Regions from separate parts of the Mus musculus genome. Here regions 1 and 2 are each linked to region 3. The links are chromatin contacts, called in public promoter capture Hi-C maps. All regions are on one chromosome and are shown on one strand. Each heading gives the region's core, a stretch centred on a gene start, on an enhancer-like site or on the middle of the called end of the contact. The rest is flanking DNA. Distances are from core to core; before and after follow the strand shown.

What was found. Promoter capture Hi-C pulls out the DNA fragments that hold promoters and counts their contacts. Capture Hi-C pulls out chosen DNA fragments and counts their contacts.
Region 1: a promoter capture Hi-C map of the HPC-7 cell line shows a contact between it and region 3, with 8 times the contacts expected there. The contact joins the enhancer-like site here to the promoter of Marchf6 in region 3. A contact is called at or near these places in 5 of 39 promoter capture datasets (the C10 cell line, the HPC-7 cell line, liver and 2 more), 3 of 115 datasets of contacts at active chromatin or transcription factors (embryonic stem cells and large pre-B cells) and 1 of 9 other capture datasets (embryonic stem cells).
Region 2: a promoter capture Hi-C map of liver shows a contact between it and region 3, with 5 times the contacts expected there. The contact joins the promoter of Rida here to the promoter of Marchf6 in region 3. A contact is called at or near these places in 1 of 39 promoter capture datasets (the C10 cell line), 1 of 115 datasets of contacts at active chromatin or transcription factors (astrocytes) and 1 of 9 other capture datasets (liver).

Annotation. Positions count from the first base shown.
Region 1 is chr15:34,065,732-34,068,443 of GRCm38.p6, reverse strand. No RefSeq gene overlaps it. Among named protein-coding and RNA genes, the nearest start is that of Mtdh, 16 kb to the left of the region's middle. Within about 2 kb of position 1,258, at least 56 of the 459 cell types and tissues checked have an H3K27ac peak or open chromatin away from gene starts, as enhancers often do. A contact at or near this core is called in the HPC-7 cell line and embryonic stem cells, where this site is marked.
Region 2 is chr15:34,493,951-34,496,851 of GRCm38.p6, reverse strand. It overlaps Rida (reactive intermediate imine deaminase A homolog), which reads left to right and starts at 1,606. Exons shown (of 6, transcript NM_008287.3): 1 at 1,606-1,799. The coding sequence starts at 1,735. It overlaps Pop1 (processing of precursor 1, ribonuclease P/MRP family, (S. cerevisiae)), which reads right to left and starts at 1,541. Exons shown (of 16, transcript NM_026340.3): 1 at 1,437-1,541.
Region 3 is chr15:31,529,707-31,532,772 of GRCm38.p6, reverse strand. It overlaps Marchf6 (membrane associated ring-CH-type finger 6), which reads left to right and starts at 1,736. Exons shown (of 26, transcript NM_172606.2): 1 at 1,736-1,970. The coding sequence starts at 1,952. It overlaps Gm41287 (a long non-coding RNA gene), which reads right to left and starts at 1,669. Exons shown (of 3, transcript XR_875101.3): 1 at 836-1,669; 2 at 1-658.

The sequences.
Region 1 (2,712 bases), core at 9-2,508, 2.5 Mb before region 3:
CTGGCCCCAGGAAAGGAGGCCATGGGAAAGGAGAGGAGGAGAAGAGAAAGAAAAAGTGCACATGCAGAGAGAGAAGAAAAGGAGAGAGAGGAGACCAAAAATGTCTGGATTATATAGGGAAGAGCCTCTGGGGGCTGAAAGTTCAGGATTGGGGGCAGGGTATGCTAGGGAGGGGCTGAGGGATGCTGGGAGAACCTAGACACCAGGTCTGTTTTGGTATGTAAGACATGCTCCTTTTGTTTGAATCAAAGAGGAAGAAACTAGCGGAACCACGATGGGAAAAGACCAGGTACTTGGTAGATTTGAACTTCTTTTTTCTTTTTCTCATTTTGAGACAGGTTTCTCTGTGTAGCTCTGGCTGTTCTGGAACTCATCTGTAGACAAGGCTGGCCTTGAACCCACCAAGATCTAACTGCCTGTGTCCAGAGAGTGCTGGCATTAAAGGCTTGCACTACTACTGCAGGCTGGAATGATGAGGTTTTGAGTGTATTGTACTTTTTTTTAGACAGGGTCTCACTGTGTAGCTCTGGCTGGCCTCAAAATTCTGGTCTTTCCCACGGCTTAGAATTCTGAGTGGCTAGGATGGCTGATATATGCCACTGTGCCTGTCTCCTAAGGCTATTATTTTTAGGACTTACACACACATTAGTATAATTGAGTTTAAAATGCCTTCCTGGGTAAGTTGTGCCATTTATATCAATGTTACTTCATGAAGACTAAGACAACCATTGAGTGTTAAAATAGGTGAACCCAGGCCCTTTACCAATATCCTAGTAGCTTCTAGGGTTCCAGCTAAATTTTTCGATGTTTTCTAACACTGTGAAACTAACTAATAAAAGGAAAACTATTTTTCAGAGATGATAAATAAATATCTTTAGAAGAAAGGGAAAAGAATAGCATCATAGACTTCGTGGAAAACCTGAACTTTGTAAAAGAGAAGAGTTATTCTGGGGTTTAATGGGAAGGAAAGAGGGAGCTGCCCCCACTGAGGAAACGAAAAGTTTATGTAAATTAGTGACCTCAGTCAGAAGCTGACAGAGGAACTGAACACAGAATCTGAGAGCTAAGCTTTGGCTTTATACTACAGCTGCTCTTCCTACTGTGAAGGCTAGGCTATTTCCATGACAGGCTTCAAATTGTCAGTTAAAGAGACTAGGCCTAAATCTCTGTTTCCAAGAATTGGGCAAGTCCAGGCAAGCCCAGGCCTAGAAGTTGCCCTGCCACTTGCCCTGAGGCAAGGACGATGGGTCAGCATCAGTTTCTAGACTTCCTCAGCTACTTCCTCAGTAACAGTCCCTGGACCTCCCTAGCAAGTTTCCAGCCCCAACACCCTGGTAATGGAATGTCCCTAGAGTTGGCCCCAACAGATTAACATAGAAGTCACCTACCCAGGAATTCCCAAATGTGCTTTAAATCAGGCCTGCAAGCTCATTTGGGTGTCTATCTTGATATTGGGAGACCCCAGCATGCTGGACTTGTGCAGAATAAAACATTCTGTCATTACATACTATTTGAGTCCCCCCCCCCTCTCTCTCCTCTCTCCCCATCTCTTTCCTTGTATCTCTCTCTCTGTCTTTCTGGCTAATATGGCACACTGCAAGTCTGCTTGACTCTGTACAAACTAATTTTGTCTGTGCTTTGCCCCTGGATGTGAGAGCTCCACTTACTTCTAAACAAACCTGCCACCATCACCAATAAAAGAACTCTATTGATGGGAAACACAACTTTTTCAGACACTTATGCCAGGACATCATTTTCTTTTGTTTGTTTTTGTTTTTGTTTTCGAGACAGAGTTTCTCTGTATAGCCCTGGCTGTCCTGGAACTCACTCTGTAGACCAGGCTGGCCTCAAACTCAGAAATCCGCCTGCCTTTGCCTCCCAAGTGCTGGGATTAAAGAAGTGTGCCACCACACCCAGCTCTAAAAAGTCATTTTCTAAGAAACCAAAAGGGGAAAGCTATAATATGAAATAATTGTTTTAAAGCTTTATAACTGTACCTAGTTTGAGCCATGGAAATTGTCAATTCTCTACTCTTCAGAATCAGATGAAACCTGTCTACTATATGTGTTTGACATATGCAGAAACAGCTCAGGAGCCTCATTGCTGAGTCACTTGATTCCCAACATGATGTTGCTTAAGTCACTCTCAATGCATTATGACTAAGGCACAAGCTGATGCACACACAAGGTATGATCCACACACCTTGCTACTCCTGTTCCCACCAAACTCAGGTTCCAGACAGCAATATTATTCCTCCACTGCAGTTAAATACAATTCTCCAAACACACCTCTTCTTTTCCACTTCCAACCTCTGCTCCAGTTGCTCATTCTCATCACTAGGCCTGATTTTGTTGTTGTTTATTTCAAGACAAGTTTTCCTCTGTGTAGGCTGTCCTGGAACTCTCTCTGTAGACCAAGATGGCCTCAAACTCAGATCCGCCTGCCTCTGCCTCCCAAGTATAGCCTTGAACCCCTATTACCCAGCACCATACCTTTTTGAATGAAGAACCCCTTATAATTTGGAGCTTAACTGTAGACAAAGCTAGCTCTTCCTGCCTAGTACTGATTGAGTAGTTGATAGAAGAGAAAGCTAGACCTAAAGTACCAACAGGGGCTGTTCTTACACCAATACCAGACAAAATCATACTGCATTTGGGGTGGCTTAACCAACATCAATTTATTATCCTCACATTTCTGGGGTTGGAAAGTCTA
Region 2 (2,901 bases), core at 357-2,856, 3.0 Mb before region 3:
CAGCAGTGACATCCCATGCTTACACACCATACAACACCAACAAATACTGCCTGAAACAGCTCAGCCAAGATCCCAGGCAAGTTATGAACCCAGTGTTCTTACTGTACATACAGGTTTATGCTCTTAAGAAACAATGTTATACAGGCTGGTGAGATGGCTCAGAGGCTAAGAGCACTGGCTGCTCTTCCAGAGGTCATGAGTTCAATTCCCAGCAACCACGTGGTGGCTCACAAAACATCTATAGGGGGATCTGATATCCTCTTCAGGCAGGCAGATATATATGCAGCAGAGCACTCGTACATTAAATAAAGAAAAAGAAAAAAAAGGAAACAATGATATAAAAACAGGCCTAAATTTCTCTTTAAATTGTTCTCATGCCGCACGTCTTTGGATTGTGCTGGGCTGCATTGTTTGATTTAAAAAACTAGTTTGAAATTGAGTTGCTGGGTTAAATTTTATATTTTTTAAATCATTAATTTGGATTTGGGATTGAGATAGACTTTTCCAACAACTGGCCCTAATTATAGTTCCGACTGTACTACATATTTAGGCAAAATAGCATCTCATCACTGACTATTATAAAAATCAAACAACAAATCAGCTCTAAAAAAAAAAAAAAAAAGCCGGGCGTGGGGGCCCACGCTTTTAATCCCAGCACTCGGGAGGCAGAGGCAGGTAGATTTCTGAGTTCGAGGCCAGCCTGGTCTACAAAGTGATTTCCAGGACAGCCAGGGCTATCCAGAGAAACCCTCTCAAAAAACAAACAAACAAAAACAAAACAAACAAACAAACAAACAAAACCACTTTAGATGCTTTATGTCTTGCAGTATCAAATACTCTACCAAAACTCGTATTTATGAAAAAATAAACATACACACATCTATTTAGAGAGTAAAAATTAGTTTTTATCTTTCTCAAAAGGCAAAATTATACCAGCTACACTAAAGAATTGTTTTAAATATACTTCCTTATGATATATTATCAGTTACTAATTAGTACATCTTCTTATCTACCCAGGTTCGTTAGTGAGAAAGCTGAAGTCGTGAGCTAGGAGAAGATGACTCGCCTCCGGAAAGCAGACCCCGGTCTGCTCAAATCTTGAGGCGATCATGCATAGAAAGGAAGCACGGGATGGCGAAAGGCAGACAACCCACACCTCTGCTTGGTTCCCCGGAATGACCCATCCCTGTCCTTTACGGTACCCAGAAAGGGATACAAGCGCATTCCCAGAGGGGATTCCGCCTGGCAGGGCAACGATAAGCATAAAAACGAGCACAGGAGCCTGAGGCTCTGGACTGCAAGAGGGCCCGCCCGGGCAGCATGGACCTCCCCAAGTGAAAAGCGCCGCAAGCCGAAGCCGCCACTGTGGGCAAGCCCCCACGCGAGGCCCCCGCGAGCTGGCGGCCCCGGCTAAGCATTAGTGCCTCACCACCAACCTGCCAAAAGTTCCGAGGGCTTCGCCGGTAAGAATGACAAGGTTCTGAGATCCCTAGAAGCTCCCACCACAGAGGGTGAGCGAGCGGGCTGAGGGCGCGTGCGCAGCACGGCTTCTTCCTCCACGTGTCCCGGAGTCGCTTGTAAACTACAATTCCCATCGGGCCGTGCGAATTCGCACGGGGCTGTCCCTGAACTAAAACTCTTTTGCCTAGGGCTGTCTGGTCAGTGGACAAGAGTGGGTGTAGTTACTTACCATCGTTTCTTCTTCTGGAGGGTCTTCAAGAGGGAAGGATTAGCATGTCGTCCATAATCAGAAAGGTGATCAGCACCACAAAAGCCCCGGCGGCCATTGGTCCCTACAGGTAATGTTTTTTACTGTAGCTCTGAAGGACCAGGTAGGTGCAGTGTTGCAAGTTTGGAGCTTTGGCCCCTGCTGGTCCGAGCAAAAGAGAGTCTTAGAACGCGCGAAGAAACTAAGTTCAGAAAGAGTACAGTGTATCCAAATCCCTCAGAGAATGGGGGAGCCCTGGTGCTACCAGAAACTTGCACTCCTAAGATCTTGCCCCCATCTGGAGCTGCCGGGGCCCCGAAGGCGAGCTTGCTACATGCTTTCTCTGGTTAGAAGTGGCATCACCCCAACCCCCTTGCCTTTCGTCTTGGTGGCTTCTAGTTTTGGTTTTTGTAACAATTTTATTAAGATAGAATAAACAACCCATAGAATTCTCATTCTGTTAGTGGGTTCAATTCAGTGGCTTTTACTATGCCCAAAAGTTGTGTAGCCATCATCACTTTCTATTCTCAAAACATTTACATCCAACCTAAAATAAGGTTTATACCATTAGCATTTATTCCACATGGCATCTTTCCCCAGCTCCTTACAACCACCCATTTATTTCCTCTCCATCACTATAGGGTTTATCTGTTAAAGACGTTTGCTATAAAAAGTATAATACACTGTTTGGTCCTCTGTGACAGGCTTCTTTTACTAGCATGAAGTTTGATCTAACCCTTTCTTAATTTACAAGATATGCTTGTCTCATTTGGACAGTACTCAGCAAATACCTGTATGTCTATCCTAGTCTCTGGCTTCTATAACGTGTAGGAATGCAATGATGCTTATGAATGGTTTATCCATGCCTATTTACCACTAATATCAAATGCAAGTAACACCAAAGGTGATCTTCTGAGATTATCCTATATACTAGAGCTAACCATATATGTACTGGAAAAATAAAAACTACCCTTTGGCATTTATCTCTGCTTACCAGAAGTGCTTTTAAATAGAAATGGTACTTTCTTTTCACTTCCTTCTGTGGGTGCTATGAAGGACAGACTAACTTTGTAGCTCAGACTAACCTAGAACCTGCTGTTCTCCTGTTTGAGCATTCCTAGTGCTGACGTGAAGACCAGCACACTTAACTTAAAACCTTGTTCCTCAAAATACCTCAGCTTTAAAAATCACTG
Region 3 (3,066 bases), core at 487-2,986:
ATCAGGTCTAGCCTACTCCTACCTCCATTGCTATTCACTGTAAGCATGGCCAGGTTCTGGGTTGTGGCATCATGAGGCCAGTTCACAAGAGTAAGCATGGTCCACAGATCTCAGCTTTTCTGTGTGACACATATCCTTTCTTCACTCCTGTTGCTGCAAGCTGCGCAGGATAGGGCAGAGGATGAAGGTGATATGCATACCAGTGTGTGTGGAATCAGGAGCTGAGCATCTGCATGGGGCTAAACTTAGCTTTTTTTTTTTTTTTTTTTTTTTTGTGAGAAATCTCAAAGACAAACCTACAGGGACTGTCTTCTGTTGGGGGCTTTTTTTTTTTTTTTTTTTTTTTTTTGGTCTATTCTATTGTGTTCTAGTACATCAAGGTAGAAGAGAAGGAAGGTTAGAGGGAAAGGGGGATGTAGACCTTTTTGACTACTCCTGATCATTAGGGGCATTGAGTTTCTTGAGATCAGTCCAATCTTCCACAACAGGGCATCTCCAACGTCTCATTAAGCAACAGCAACAGGAGCAGCAGGAACCAAAAACCTCCTCCTCCTCTTCTGCTTCCTCCTTCTCTTCTGCCTCCTCCTCCTCTCCCCACTTCTTCTTCCTCAAAGCACCTCCCACTGCTCTGGAGACTGCCATTTAGATCACTCCCCTCCTAGAGTACGAGACAATCATAGTTAACGGTTGTGGCCCATCTGAAGCAGCCCCATATCCCACACCTGGGGTTAAAACAAAAACAGTCACATAACTTTTTTTTTTTTTTTTTTTTTTTGGTTTTTTGAGACAGGGTTTCTCTGTGTAGCCCTGTAGTCCCGGCTGTCCCGGAACTCACTCTGTAGATCAGACTGGCCTCCAACTCAGAAATCCACCTGCCTCTGCCTCCCAAGTGCTGGGATTAAGGGCATGCACCACCTCTGCCCGGCCAAAATTCCGTTTCTTGAATCTACTTTCCGTTATGTGCACGTTTAAGCATCCGGGTTGGAAACACTTTTCTTCTAATCTGTACTATCTTATTTAGAGAAAGCTCTAAGGATTATGTGAGGAAGGTGGCCTACTGATGCGAGCAGGTCTGAGTCTTTCATCATTCTTTCATCAGCCATTTAGTTCTGGCCAGGTAAGCTTCCCTTAATTGTGTCGCCATCTGAACCCATTTCCCTTAGAGGTAGATTCAATGTTGGCTTTCAGCTGTGAAGACGTGGTCTTTCCACTCAATTGCATAAGCCTCCCCAGGAGAGATTCTGATAACCTGGATGCTCGTCTTTTTCCATCTTAGGGATGCTTCTGTAATTCTTTCAGACGTGCCTCAGAACCACTCAAGAGCGGAACCAAAAATGCTCGTTCCGGGGCCGACTCTGAACGCCCCGGGAGTGGCGGTCGGGTACCCCAAGCTGGGACCCTTTGTCCCCCACACCCGCTCCGGCGGGCGGGCGGGCGTGCGCGCCGGGCTCGCTCCCGCCGCTCCGCGTTCCTTTTGTCCCGGAACGCGCCCGCGCCGCCGCCGCCGCAGCCGCCCCTCCGCGAGGTGCCTGCCGCCTGCCTCTAGGTTTTCAGTCTCCATCCCGCGCGCAGCCTTCGCCACCAGTCAGGCCGTGTTTCGCACCCCGCCCCCGCCTCCGCGAGCCCGGCGCGAGCGCGAGCGAAGGCGCGCGCCGGATGTGACGCGCAGCGCTCCGGCGCCCCGCCTTTTCCGCCGCGCGCCCCGCCCAGGCCCGTCGCTCGGCCGCGCGCCCCTCCCCCCTCCCCGGCGCTCGCTTTCTGTCAGTCGCTGTCCCTGTCCCCCTCGCCCGCGACCGGCTTCCTCTCGCACCCGAGCGCACGCACTTGCCCGGCCCGCGTCCTCTTCCTCCTCCACTCCTCCCGCCCGCCCGCCCGCCTTTCCCTTCGGGCCCCGAGGCTCTGCCGGGTCGCGGGCGCCTCGCGGCTGCGTCACCGCCGCCCCCCAGACAAGATGGACACCGCCGAGGAAGGTGAGGCGGCGGCGCCCGCGCCCTTGCAGCGGCGCCCGCGCTCCAGTCGGGCCGAGGCGCTCGCGGCGGATCCCGCGGGCAGTTTGCTTGCCCGGCGGGCGGGCGGGCGGGCGGGCGGGCGAGCGCGCGGCTCGAGCTGGTCCTCCAGCGGGCTCGGATCGGAAGGTGACCCTCTGCGCGCCCCCCGCCGGTTCCCGCGGGCGACGAGGACTCAGCCTCGGCTGGGACACTGGGGTGCCAGGACTTCGGTGTCCGAGACGTGGGGTGCCGGGACGTGGGACATCCCGGACGTGGGGGTGTCGCGACGTGGGGTGCTCGAGACATGGGGATGTCGGGAAGTGGGGCGCTGGAGACCATAGGGTGCCCGAGGCGTGGGGCTGCCGGGGACTTGACGGTGTGGAAGATCGGGGCCCCGGCCACCGCCATCCCGCGGTCCGCGGAGGAGGGGGCCGCAGTGCGAAGTCCGGGGGCGTTTCCACTCCCCTCCCCCACTCGTTTTTCCCCCCTCCGTGTTCGAGTCTGTTTGCTGTTGTCCTGTAGGCCCAACCTCTGCCACACAACTTCTTTGTTGACTTTGAAACTTCGCGGAAAATACCCCGCGAGGTGACGACTGCTGAGTGGACTGAACTGACCCCTGCTGCAAAATCTTGCTCTCTGTTTGCCTTACCCTAACTGCACTGACCAGACCCGAGAGGGGACGGTTTCTAGAGACTATTGGAGGAGGGAAAGGCGAATATTTAGGTTTCTTCTAAATCCTTGTCACCACAAAGCAAGGGTTTGTTTGTTTTGTTTGTGGACGTGTACTTTGGATGCGGTTGTTTTGAATTAGCAGAGAACACGAAAGAAAAGCAGCCACATGGGTGTAGAAAGCAGCCGCTTACCTGACGTTGTGGCAAAGTGTTTTAAAGCAGTTTTTAGAGGCACTGATGTATTAGTGAGTCTGTAGAGGAAATTATTGATCATGTACTTACTAGTGCAGATACTTACTGTTTAGATATATTCTTGTTCGAATGAGCGTTCTTTTCAACCTCAGGCTTTATTTTACCGACTTTACATGCAATCGAACCATCAAGCACTTGTATTGAAGTCATTAGAG